Regions from separate parts of the Mus musculus genome. Here region 1 is linked to region 2. A link is a contact called in public HiChIP or PLAC-seq data. All regions are on one chromosome and are shown on one strand. Each heading gives the region's core, a stretch centred on a gene start, on an enhancer-like site or on the middle of the called end of the contact. The rest is flanking DNA. Distances are from core to core; before and after follow the strand shown.

Region 1 (5,154 bases), core at 633-3,132, 690 kb before region 2:
GTGCATTTTCCTTTACACCCACAAGTACATACCCTGTAAGAATTCAGTTTTCTAAAGCTGAAAGCAAAAAAAAAAAAAAAAGTCTAGTCTCTGCACATCTTTACTTGTTTACAACCTTCTCAAAGTCAGAACGAAAAACCGAGGGTTGTCATTTTATCTAGTTTCTTTGGGTCTGTAAGGATCTTCACACATCTTCCACACTATGTTTAAGCACCTCTCTTCCGTCTTCACTCTTCTCTAAGGTGCTTTGAACCTACCCTCAGGCCAAGATTTTGAGCAGGTTACACCCGACTTTTGAATCAGAGTGAACACATATTCACATCATGGTAAAATACATTTAGCCAGTGTACTGGGCAGCCATGCTAAGCAAGAGTCTCTCATTCAAAGGAGTGCAAAGGGTCACTGCTACCTCACACCTTGAGGGAATGAATCTTGGTGGTCACATTTTTTCAGTTTCTAACATTACCTAAAAAGTATAAAGGGAGGCTTAAGTAATTTCCATTTAATCAGAAACAGTCCCTTTTTAATACTTTCTCGACCCTGACCCCTCTGTTGTTCCTATTCTTTTAACTCTGTAAAACCCAATGAGGAAGGAAGGTAGATAAAGTATTACCCAGAGGTGAGACAATGTTCTCCCGGAGCCAGGGAGTCAGTAAGCTTGGGGGCACAAACTTCAGGACCATCAGGTGGCTCTGGTGTCCTTTCCAAGCCAACCCTGTACAAGGCACACCGAACAATCTCCTCCTGCTGCCTGACTGTTAGCTGTTCACCAGAGCCTAGCCCGTGACCCCTGGCTTAAGTTGATTCAAACTGAAGCCACTACTTGAAATTGACCCAAAGCCTACATGCCCAGGGCTAGAAGAAAGCTGCTTCCAAACGCTCAAAAAAAGGACAACGGTTGCTTTTGTTTTCTTTTAAACTGTACCTGCTAGGGAAGGAGAGTGCGTGAAAGCACACTACATTACCGAATTCTCTCAGAAGAATGGGGATTTCAGCGACGACTGACTGACTCAGAACATAGCTGCCTCCGCCGGCCGCCGACCCCAGTCCGTGACCCGGCTGCTGGTGGTTTATCATCCCTCCAAACCTGAAAGTCCCTACCTCCAGATCAATCAAAAGCTGGGGGAAGGCATGTCTTCGGAAACACAAGCAAGGCCACAACTTGGATGAATAAAACTGGGCTAAGGGCACCCGGAGCAGGATTTCCGCTGGAGTCAGAAAAAGAAAGGTCAAAAGATTTTTTTTTTCTTTTTGGTGTGATAGCGGTGACAAGTGCGTGGGTACACAGCCGGCACTGGCGGGCTTTGGAGGAAGGCTGTAACTGATCGCGGACGCTGAGGGCAGGCGATCGGGACCAGCGGCCGGCGGGGACGACGAGCAGCTTCTCGACGCGTGGGCGCAGAGCGGGGCTGGCCTGGGTTCTCGCGCGTGTGTCCTCCCGCAGTCCTTCCATCGGACTCCGGAGAGCCGGGGTCCGAGGCCCGCCCCGCCCCCTGCTCGGCACACCCCCTCCCGCGACCGCGCACACGCGCGGGCATACACACCCCCCGCCTCCCGCGCGCACGCGGCCGCGCCGAGCGCCTGACCCACGCGCCACCCCCCCACTTTGCGCCCGCGACCACCCGCGCACCGCGCGAGAGGACCCGGTGTCCAGCAGGCAGGACACGCGGGACTGGGAGGCCTAGAGGCGGCGGGGCGCGCCCGCGCGGGAACTCGGTCTGAGGGAAGGTCACTTACCCGCCGCATGGCTTTCAGAATCAAAGCCAACTCGTAGCGGGGCATCGCCCAGGTTGGCGGCGCCGAGTCCAGGAGAGCCGGGGTCGCGAGGGCGGGGACGCGGGGCGCAGAGGAAGACGAGAGAGGAACACGGCCGGTCAGCTCCCGGACGGCGAAAGCACCGTGCGACCCCGCGAGGCCGGGTTTAAAGGCTCCGGCAGCTGCGCAGACGGCTCGCCCCGCCCACCGAGAGCCCCGCCCACCCGGCACCGCCCCGCCCCTCTCCCGGAGGGCGCCTTGCACTTGCACCTCAACGGCTTCCTGCTTGCCCTCCCGGGCCGTGTCTGTGTCCCCCGAGCCTGCGGAGCGTGGACACGGTCTCGAGCAGCCCGTCGGAGGCCGTCTCCTCGCTCGGCACGCACCCGCTCCCCGCCGCCTCCGCGCCTACCAACCTTGGGCTCTGGAACCCGGTGGAACTTTCCAGGCCTCCCCGCCCACCCTCCCTTCCCGGGTGCTAGGCGAGCGAGTGCGCGTGCGCCGCGGTGCGGTGCGGTGCGATGCGGTCTGGCTGCTGTGTGCCCCTCGCCCGCGTCTCCAGGGAGGAAGGCGGGGTGCTAAGGAGTGACTGCTGCACCAAGCCGCAAAGAAACAAGCCTGGAACCGAAGGGCTATGTAGGCATTTGCTGTGTGTGCCTAGCCTGACCCAGAAGCAGGTTAATGCTTCGACTCTCGCCAGTTATTCTTTAAATATTATCCTTGCTTTTCTGGTAAAGGAAACTATGGATTCCCTGAAACACAGGAGTAAGGAGGGGCTTCGTAGAGGGTCCCAGGTCCAGCACTCCACAGCGCGCGCGCACACACACACACCCATACACGCACATATAGAGCTAACTCGGGACTCCCCTCCTTCTGCCCCTGCTCCTGTTTCTTAGCTCTGGAAGGCACTAATTCCGCTGCAATGGTTGTCTTCTGCTCCCACCTTACTCCAACTAAAAGGGTCTTTAAGTGAAATGTTCTTGTAACTTTAAAGTGCTCTAATAATAATTTACTAATAATTTACTGAGGGCTTACTGTCTGTAGCAGGCACGACACTGAGGCTGTTTGTTCTCACTTTAGCTCTGTGAAGCAAATCGTACTACTCGCCCTATTTTAGGTATTAGCAAACAGAAAAATGCAAGGATAATTTAATTAGTCCAAGGTCAAACACAAACGCGTGGAAAGAAAATTTTGTGTCCAGAATGTCTGAAGAATAGTTTCACTGCCTACACTTATGAACCTCACCCCGTCCCCCATCTTACAGGCCAAGATGTTGGTCTTACTCAGTGGCGTTGGACGTCTTTGTAAAGCACACATGGAGACTATCTTTGTCACCTCCTCCACAGACCAATCTCCACAGAAGATTATGGTTTTGAATACAACCTAGGATACCTGGTTTTTTTAACATTTTCATTAACATTTCAAGGTTTGTCCTGTGCCCTTCAACACAAACTACAAAACCACCTACTTAGCATCAGCCACACACCTGGTTGGTTGGATTGTTTTGTTTTGGTTGTTGTTGGGGGTCTTTTTAGTTTGTTTGTTTTGGTTGGTTGGTTGTTTTTTGTTTTTAAGCAGCATGCTACCAAAAAAAAAAAAAAAAAAAAAAAAAAAAAAAAAAAAAAAAAGACACAGAAGGAAGAAAGAATTTCTGGACATTGAGACGAGAATTCCAGATCTGTGTGACATCCCACTTAAACTGTCCTTCCTGTGGCCCAGTTTAGGAATGTGAAGATAAGAGTCTCACGTGGTTGAGCCAAGCCAAACACCAAGCAACACCCTGAGGTGACCAGCCTGGACTGCCTCCCGTTGGAAGCACCACAGCTTTTCCCTGATACCCAGGGACCAGTGAAGTCCTAGTTCTCTAGACAAATGGGGTGAGGAAATTAGCCTGACTGAACAATGCCTCAGGGCAGACAGCACCCCACAACCCTCCCAAGCTGTTGGCCACCCACAGACTCATCCCATTTCTTAACGTGGAAAAGAAATCAGCTATCCTAAGTCCCCCGCCCCTTTCAGAGTTTTAAATAAGTGGCTATGGCTTTGTTAATTTTATTGTTAAAATTAATGCTGATGCAAATTGAAATTTATCAAAAATAATTTTAAACTATTTATACTGTTGGGTAAGCATGTAGAATCATAAGCCATTTCTATAGTATTTAATTTATTGATCTTTAAAAAATATCTTTTAGGATCTTGGGAAAAAAGATCTAATACGGTAGATACGTAAGATTTTATTGGCCAGAGGTTTTGGCTAATTTTCAAGTAAAGCTTTCTGAGGAGTCATAGGAAGAGAGAGTAAAGGCAAAAGTTGAAATCCAAGGTGCTCTGGTCAGTTCATCCCCTTGCCATCTCATCTTCTACTACTGTATAAGGAGAGATTTGACCTTGAGCTTTTCACCATAATTCTCAAGATAGCTGACTATCGTCATCATCACCATCACCATCATCACCATCATCACCAGACCTAACATTCTGCCATTCATTGTGAGCCAGGAAGTGCTTTTCATGTATTAATATTCATTTCTGCCCAGGCCGTCACTACCACATGTCTCCAACAGTACCCAGACCTGCTCTACCCCTTTGTCTGTGTCTGCCCAGGCCGTCACTACAGGGTCTCCTCACCTGTCCAGGAGCAGTTTCCCAGGATCCTGGCTGCCATCTTTTTTTTTTTTAATATTTATTTATTTATTTATTTATTTATTTATTTATTATATGTAAGTACACTGTAGCTGTCTTCAGACACTCCAAAAGAGGGCATCAGATTTCGTTACGGATCGTTGTGAGCCACCATGTGGTTTCTGGGATTTGAACTCAGGACCTTTGGAAGAGCAGTGGGCACTCTTAACCGCTAAGCCATCTCACCAGCCCAACCCCCCCACCCCCGGCTGCCATCTTGATGGTCTCTTCCCAGTCCCTTTCCCCTCCCTGTCCCTGAATGTGGCTGTTCTCCAACAGAGGCAGCCAATGTCCTATGATTAAAGGACAATGGTAACTAGGATTAAAGGCATGAGGGGGCCATATCCTGAGTTCCTGTAATTCAAGTGCATTAGAATTTGGCTGGTATATTAGTCAGGGTTCTCTAGAGTCACAGAACTTATGGGTAGTCTCTATATAGTAAAGGAATTTGTTGATGACTTACAGTCTGCAGTCCAACTCCCAAAAATGGTCAGCAGCAACTGTGAATGGAAGTCCAAGGATCTAGCAGTTGCTCAGTCCCACAGGGCAAGCAGGTGAAGGAGAGGGAGAGTAAATCTTCCTTCTTCCAACGTCCTTATGTAGGTCTCCAGCAGAAGGTGTGGCCCAGATTAAAGGTGTGTGCCACCAAACCTTTAATCCCAGATGACCTTGAACTCAGAGATCTCCCTGTCTTAATCTTCTGGAACTCATAGCCACTGTGCC
Region 2 (5,626 bases), core at 896-3,395:
CATGAATGATAGAATACACTTTAGACGTTTCTGGAACCAGAAATGGCAGCATGAACAACTCTTCTCACTTGGTTGCCCGTTTTCAAGAACTTCTTAAGGTCAGTGCATTTTAATTTGGGTGACAGGTTAGATTAAAATATGAAGGCCAGTAATCAGAGAATATATTTGTATCACTGAATCTTCAACAGTGTGAATGTCTAGAGATGTAACAGGAAAATCAGTCTACTGAGGCTTGGTGTGGACAGGTAGGAGTAGTAGAATATTCATTTGGGAATTTGGGAGTGGTCTAATTTTTTTTTCTTTTCTTTGTTTGAGATAAGATCTCACCAAGCAGCTTACTCCTGCCTCTAACACAACATCCTTTCACCTCAGTCCCTTGAGTTTTAAGTGAGATTACAGGTTACTCAGTAGATGGAGGTATGCATGTTTTACGTCTGGTCTGGGGCTGTAGCTCCGCAGCCGACTGTTATCATTTATCTGATATGGTTGCACCACTACCACCACCAACCCAACAACAACAAAAAGTAGTTTCACTTCTAAAACAGTACCTCTTAGGCTATGGTCTTCCTAGATTTATTTTAGACACATTGTTGAGTAACTCAAACCAAACCTCAGAGAGCTCTTTAACTCAACATTAACTACTTAACTAAAACTTGCAGCCCTGAGAATCCAAGCCAGGAAATCCAAGACTACGAGGAAGGGGCACTACAACTTCAGCTCTCTTTAAATGTTCAAATAAATACAGGGGAAAAAACTTTAGAATAGTCACATCCGGGTTTTTCTTTTTATGATTTAAATTTGAAAAGCCACTTTTGAACAACAGTCACTTCCTGCGCCACACTGATGAACCTCATTAACGATCCCCAAATTGCTAGTGTGTTGGTGAAGTCGATGAAGCCATATTTGGTGTGACCTCTGTTACCCCAGTACCAGACCCCACCTCATTACTCTCCCAAGGCTGCACAGAAGGACTGACAGGCAAGGGACAGGGGACAGTAGGGCAAACTCAGTCTCTGGTCCCAATCTTAGCACCTTTCTTAGATGACACTTGGGCTATTTCCTAAGATCTCCTGTCACACAAAACAGGGACATAAAACAAACATTAAAACACAAAAGTTCATAGGTTGTCAAAGTTTTCCAGTAGAGCCATGTTAACCAAATAAATGGGTCAATGGGGCCAACGGTTTACCGCATGCACTATTGGCTGGCTTGGAATAGAAATGCAAGCTACCAATAAACTCAGTGCCTTTCCTGTATCCCATCCCTGCCCATCTTCTGCGGGCCACAACCCCTTCAGTGACCTCGTAGGAGCTTGAACAAACGATCCTGGGACCTTAGGTAGGTTTCAGGGCGCGCAGTGTGTGTGTGTGTGTGTGTGTGTGTGTGTGTGTGTGTGTGTGTGTGTGTGTGTGTAGGGGGAGGGGTGTCAGGACGCAGAACAGGACCCAGAGGCTGGAGATGATAACTAGCTTGGCAAGGCGTAGTGGATCCTAAGGAATGTGGACCCCCTAGGATCTGGCAATGGCTCGGGCTAAGGTGCCCCATGCACCCTCGGTGAGGCGACGCTGGTGGAGTGAAGGCAGAGAGCCCACAAAAACCCAGAGTTCACCAAAGGAACGGTGAAAGGAAGGCGCCCATGCGGGGGCCACGAGGGCCCCCCATACGCAGCTTGTGGGTCGGGGGAGCTAGAATCCTCAGACTCTCCACGGAAGAAAGGCAGGAAGAGGCGGAGTCCCGAAGAGGAGAATTGAAAAGGGGATTCCGGGAACTGGCAGCGGGGAGGCGGCCCAGTCCTACTGTCCGCGAGGCGAGCGACACCCATTCATGTCCCCGTAATGCCCGCAGTACAGTACCTGAATCGCCGGGTCTCGTGAATCCCCCTCTGGGATGTCCTGGGGCCACCTCCGAGCTGCTCTGGGCATCAGGCGCAGCTGCGCGCGGCTGGCGAGCAGTGGAGGCAGGCGGGAGCCGAGCCAGGCGAAAGGGACGGCGGCGGGATGGCCGGTGCCCCGCGACCCGAAGAGTCTCCGCTGGCAGCCTGGTTTCCCCTGGTCTAGGGCTAGACCACGCAGGCTCCCGGAGGCCAAGGGTTCCCAGCCGCGGGGTTAGCGGTGAACAGAGAACGAGGCGAGAGGCGGGGCCCGGGCGGAGCCGGCGACAAATGGGCACTTTCGCATCCATTACGACCCCACCCACTTCAAGTACAGTCCAGGGAGCCAGAGTTAACGGATCGGGGTTGTTGTGTTTATCGCTGCCTCCTTGGAGGACTAGGTAGTGCCTGATCCCTAGAACTAACTGGATACGAATGGGTTGGGTGCCTGGCCTAGTGATGCGGGTGTGTACTCTCTTCTTCCAGGAAGGCCTTGGCAGGAGGATCTCGAATTCAATACCTATCTGATACAGAGCAAAATTAAGGCCAGCCTGGGCAATGTAGGGACACCCTGACTCAAAATACAAAGGAAGAGGGGTCTGGGCAGAACTGAGTGTCAGAACGCTTGTCAATCATGCTTCCCTCTCTTCCCCTCCCCTCCCAGTCCTCCCTCTTCTCTCCCTCTCTCATCTTGTGCTTACTTGTTTTTAAGCTCCTCTGATTATAATTTTCCACACAGGACACAAACAAAAATTATAAATACCATAACTCATTGCCTGCTTCTTCTTGGGTCTTTGCTTACTATTCCCCAGGGCCCTCTCTCAAGACCAAACGATTTTTTTTTTTAAGGATTTATTTATTATTATATGTAAGTCAGACACTCCAGAAGAGGGAGTCAGATCTCGTTACGGGTGGTTGTGAGCCACCATGTGGTTGCTGGGATTTGAACTCTGGACCTTCGGAAGAGCAATCGGGTGCTCTTACCCACTGAGCCATCTCACCAGCCCCTTTTTTTGGTTTTTCAAGACAGGGTTTCTCTGTGTAGCCCTGGCTGTCCTGGAACTCACTCTGTAGACCAGGCTGGCCTAAAACTCAGAAATCCGCCTGCCTCTGCCTCCCGAGTGCTGGGATTAAAGGCGTGCGCCACCACGCCCGGCTAAAGACCAAACGATTTTAGAGTAAGGAGAAACAATCTTTCCATACCTACTTAGGAACTGACATCCCTTGTCTTCCGAAATGGAATACGCGGGAGCTTTCTGTAGCGTATGCACAGTCTAAGTATGAAGGTGGAAGTTCCAAGGTGGAAATGCTAATGGAAGTCTGTAAGAGGAGGCGTGGCAATGATGCCTACCTGGGCCTGGATTCTCACTTTCAGATCTCCGAGGGAAGAGAAGGGGAGGTAGTTCACAGTTTATGTAAAGGGATTTTCTTTCCGTTAAAAAGCGTGTGTATGTGTTTTCCCCCTCTTTAAAGACAAGATCTCTTTGTGTGTCCAGCTGGCCTGAAACTTAAGATCTCCCCGCCCTACCCACCAAATGCTAGAATCACCATTCCAGAGCCACCATATGCAGTTTAAGAGAACAGTTTCATCTACCAGGACTGACAGTTGCTGAGTCTCTCTTTCTGGGCTGACCTGAAGAGGTTTCCACCACTTATGTCACACTGGCAGAATTCCTACCAGTCTCATGAATTTGAAAGGCTCTTATCTGGGATCCTGGTTCTCTACAAAAGCCGTTCAGTGCTGAAATAGTTTCAGCCACAGTTTCAAAGAAGTTGTAGAAGTAGCCCCGAGCAAGTGGGGTAAAGATGATACAAAACTGTGGTCTGCATGCCCCCTTTTATATACACATGCACATTAAAAATAGAAATATTTCAGAAAACGTGTGGGATTGGAAATCATTATGTTCAGCAAAATATACCAAACTCAGCTCAATAATATTGGTCTGTTTCTGTCATATGTGGAGTGTGGACTTAAATATATGCAAATTTACATATAAGCAATGGAAGTAGACAGAAGGCATGAAAGTAGAGGAGGAGATCCAAGGAGGGAGGGAGAACCAGAGAGGACATCAGACATTCAAGTCATGAAAGTAGAATCCAGGGGCTCTGTACCTGGGAGGAAGAAGGGAAGACCAAGAGGAGGAAGGGGTGGCCAGGGAGGAATGAGGGCACAGGAATAAAGTATAATGGGGTGCATGCGAGCACACACACACACACACACACACACACAGCACACAGGATTGTTGAAATTTCTATGTATGCCCTTGTGGAAAAATTATCATTGTCCTAATCACTAAAAACAAAACCCAACTGATCATGGGCTCCCCAACGAAAGGACTGAAGGAGCTGAGGGGGCTTGCAACCCCATAGGAAGAACAATATCAACCAACCAGACCCCCGTGCCCCTAGAGCTCCCAGGGACTAAACCACCAACCAAGGAGTACACATGGAGGGACCCATGACTCCAGCTGCATATGTAGCAGAGGATGTCTTATCAGACATCAGTGGGAGGGGAGGCCCTTGGTCCTGTGAAGGCAGCATGCCCCAGTGTAGGGGAATGCCAGGGCGGGGAGGCAGGAGTGGGTGGGCAGGTGGGTGTGTGAACACCCTCATAGAAGCAGGGGAATGGGGAATGGGATAAGGGTTTGGGAGGGTGGGAAAGGGGATAACATTTGAAATGTAAATAAAGAAAATATCCAATAACCCCCCCCCAAAAACTCTAAATGTTAATATGATTAATTCCATGAGAGCATTCAATCTCACTTTTAGGTCAAACAGATCAATTACATGGGACACGTAGTAACACAAATGCAGTCACGTGGTCTTTGATATGGTAGCAGACAGTTCTCTAGAAGGAAGGCAGTCTTTCCACCGACAGCACCACTTCAGTTTGAATGAAGTATCCCAGGGTGCGTGGGTTAAAGATCTGGCTCTCACTGTGGTTCTACTGGAAAGCAGTGAAGCCTTTAAGAAGCAGAGCCTGCTGGGAGACTCTGGCCAACAGGGCATTGAAGGGGGCTGTGGGAATCTGATCTCTTCCTTCTCCTCTCTTCCTTGTGCTCCCTGCCTTGATTTATTGCTTTACTGTGGATACTCAAGAACAATGGAGATACTTAATCATGGGCCCAAACTCTAAAAACAGAGTAAGCCTAAACAAACCTTTTCTCTTGTTATATTGATTACCTTGGATATGTGTTACAGTAGCAGAAAGCTGTTTGATACAAACTCAATATGCAAAAAGGTGAAGCTAGATACAGGTTTTACACTTTTCACAAAAACTAACTCAAAAGTAGGCCCTAGACCTCAACATAAAGCACAAACCTTGAAGAGTCCTAGTAAGTAATATCAATGAAAAGCTCGATGACCTTGGGTTGGGTGGAGTCTTGCTAGATGCACCAAGACTATGGTCCTTGAAAGAAAGAAAGAAAAAAAAAAGAAGACTTTAAAGTTTAAAACACCTGATTAAATTAGATTTATTTGCTTTGCTTTGTGAGTATTTTGCCTACATTAGTGTATATGCATGTCAGGGCACTCTGGTGGAGTCAGCTTGTGAGGCAGAAATGCCAAAAAGCTGCTCATGAAAAATGAATTTCTAAGACTCTCCTCCTGGATATTCTGGCGAAAGCTAACTCTCCAGTTTGGATCGGTTTGTCAGGCGAAAAGCCTGGAAGCTGTTTTACAAGGATAAGAATCCAGGGAAATTTTCCTCCCAGAGTTATGGCATCTCTTTCCCTAACCCATTATATTCAAATTTCC

Evidence for each region. HiChIP or PLAC-seq counts read pairs in DNA pulled down with a chosen protein or histone mark.
Region 1: a FOXA1 HiChIP or PLAC-seq map of pancreatic cancer cells shows a contact between it and region 2. The contact joins the promoter of Mrps6 here to the promoter of Ifnar2 in region 2. A contact is called at or near these places in 2 of 115 datasets of contacts at active chromatin or transcription factors (memory CD8 T cells and pancreatic cancer cells).

What each region holds. Positions count from the first base shown.
Region 1 is chr16:92,055,064-92,060,217 of GRCm38.p6, reverse strand. Mrps6 (mitochondrial ribosomal protein S6) reads right to left here and starts at 1,882. Exons shown (of 3, transcript NM_080456.1): 1 at 1,738-1,882. The coding sequence starts at 1,782. Slc5a3 (solute carrier family 5 (inositol transporters), member 3) reads right to left here and starts at 1,896. Exons shown (of 2, transcript NM_017391.3): 1 at 1,738-1,896.
Region 2 is chr16:91,369,302-91,374,927 of GRCm38.p6, reverse strand. Ifnar2 (interferon (alpha and beta) receptor 2) reads right to left here and starts at 2,145. Exons shown (of 9, transcript NM_010509.2): 1 at 1,854-2,145. It overlaps Gm36587 (a long non-coding RNA gene), which reads left to right. Exons shown (of 4, transcript XR_876244.2): 1 at 1-1,338.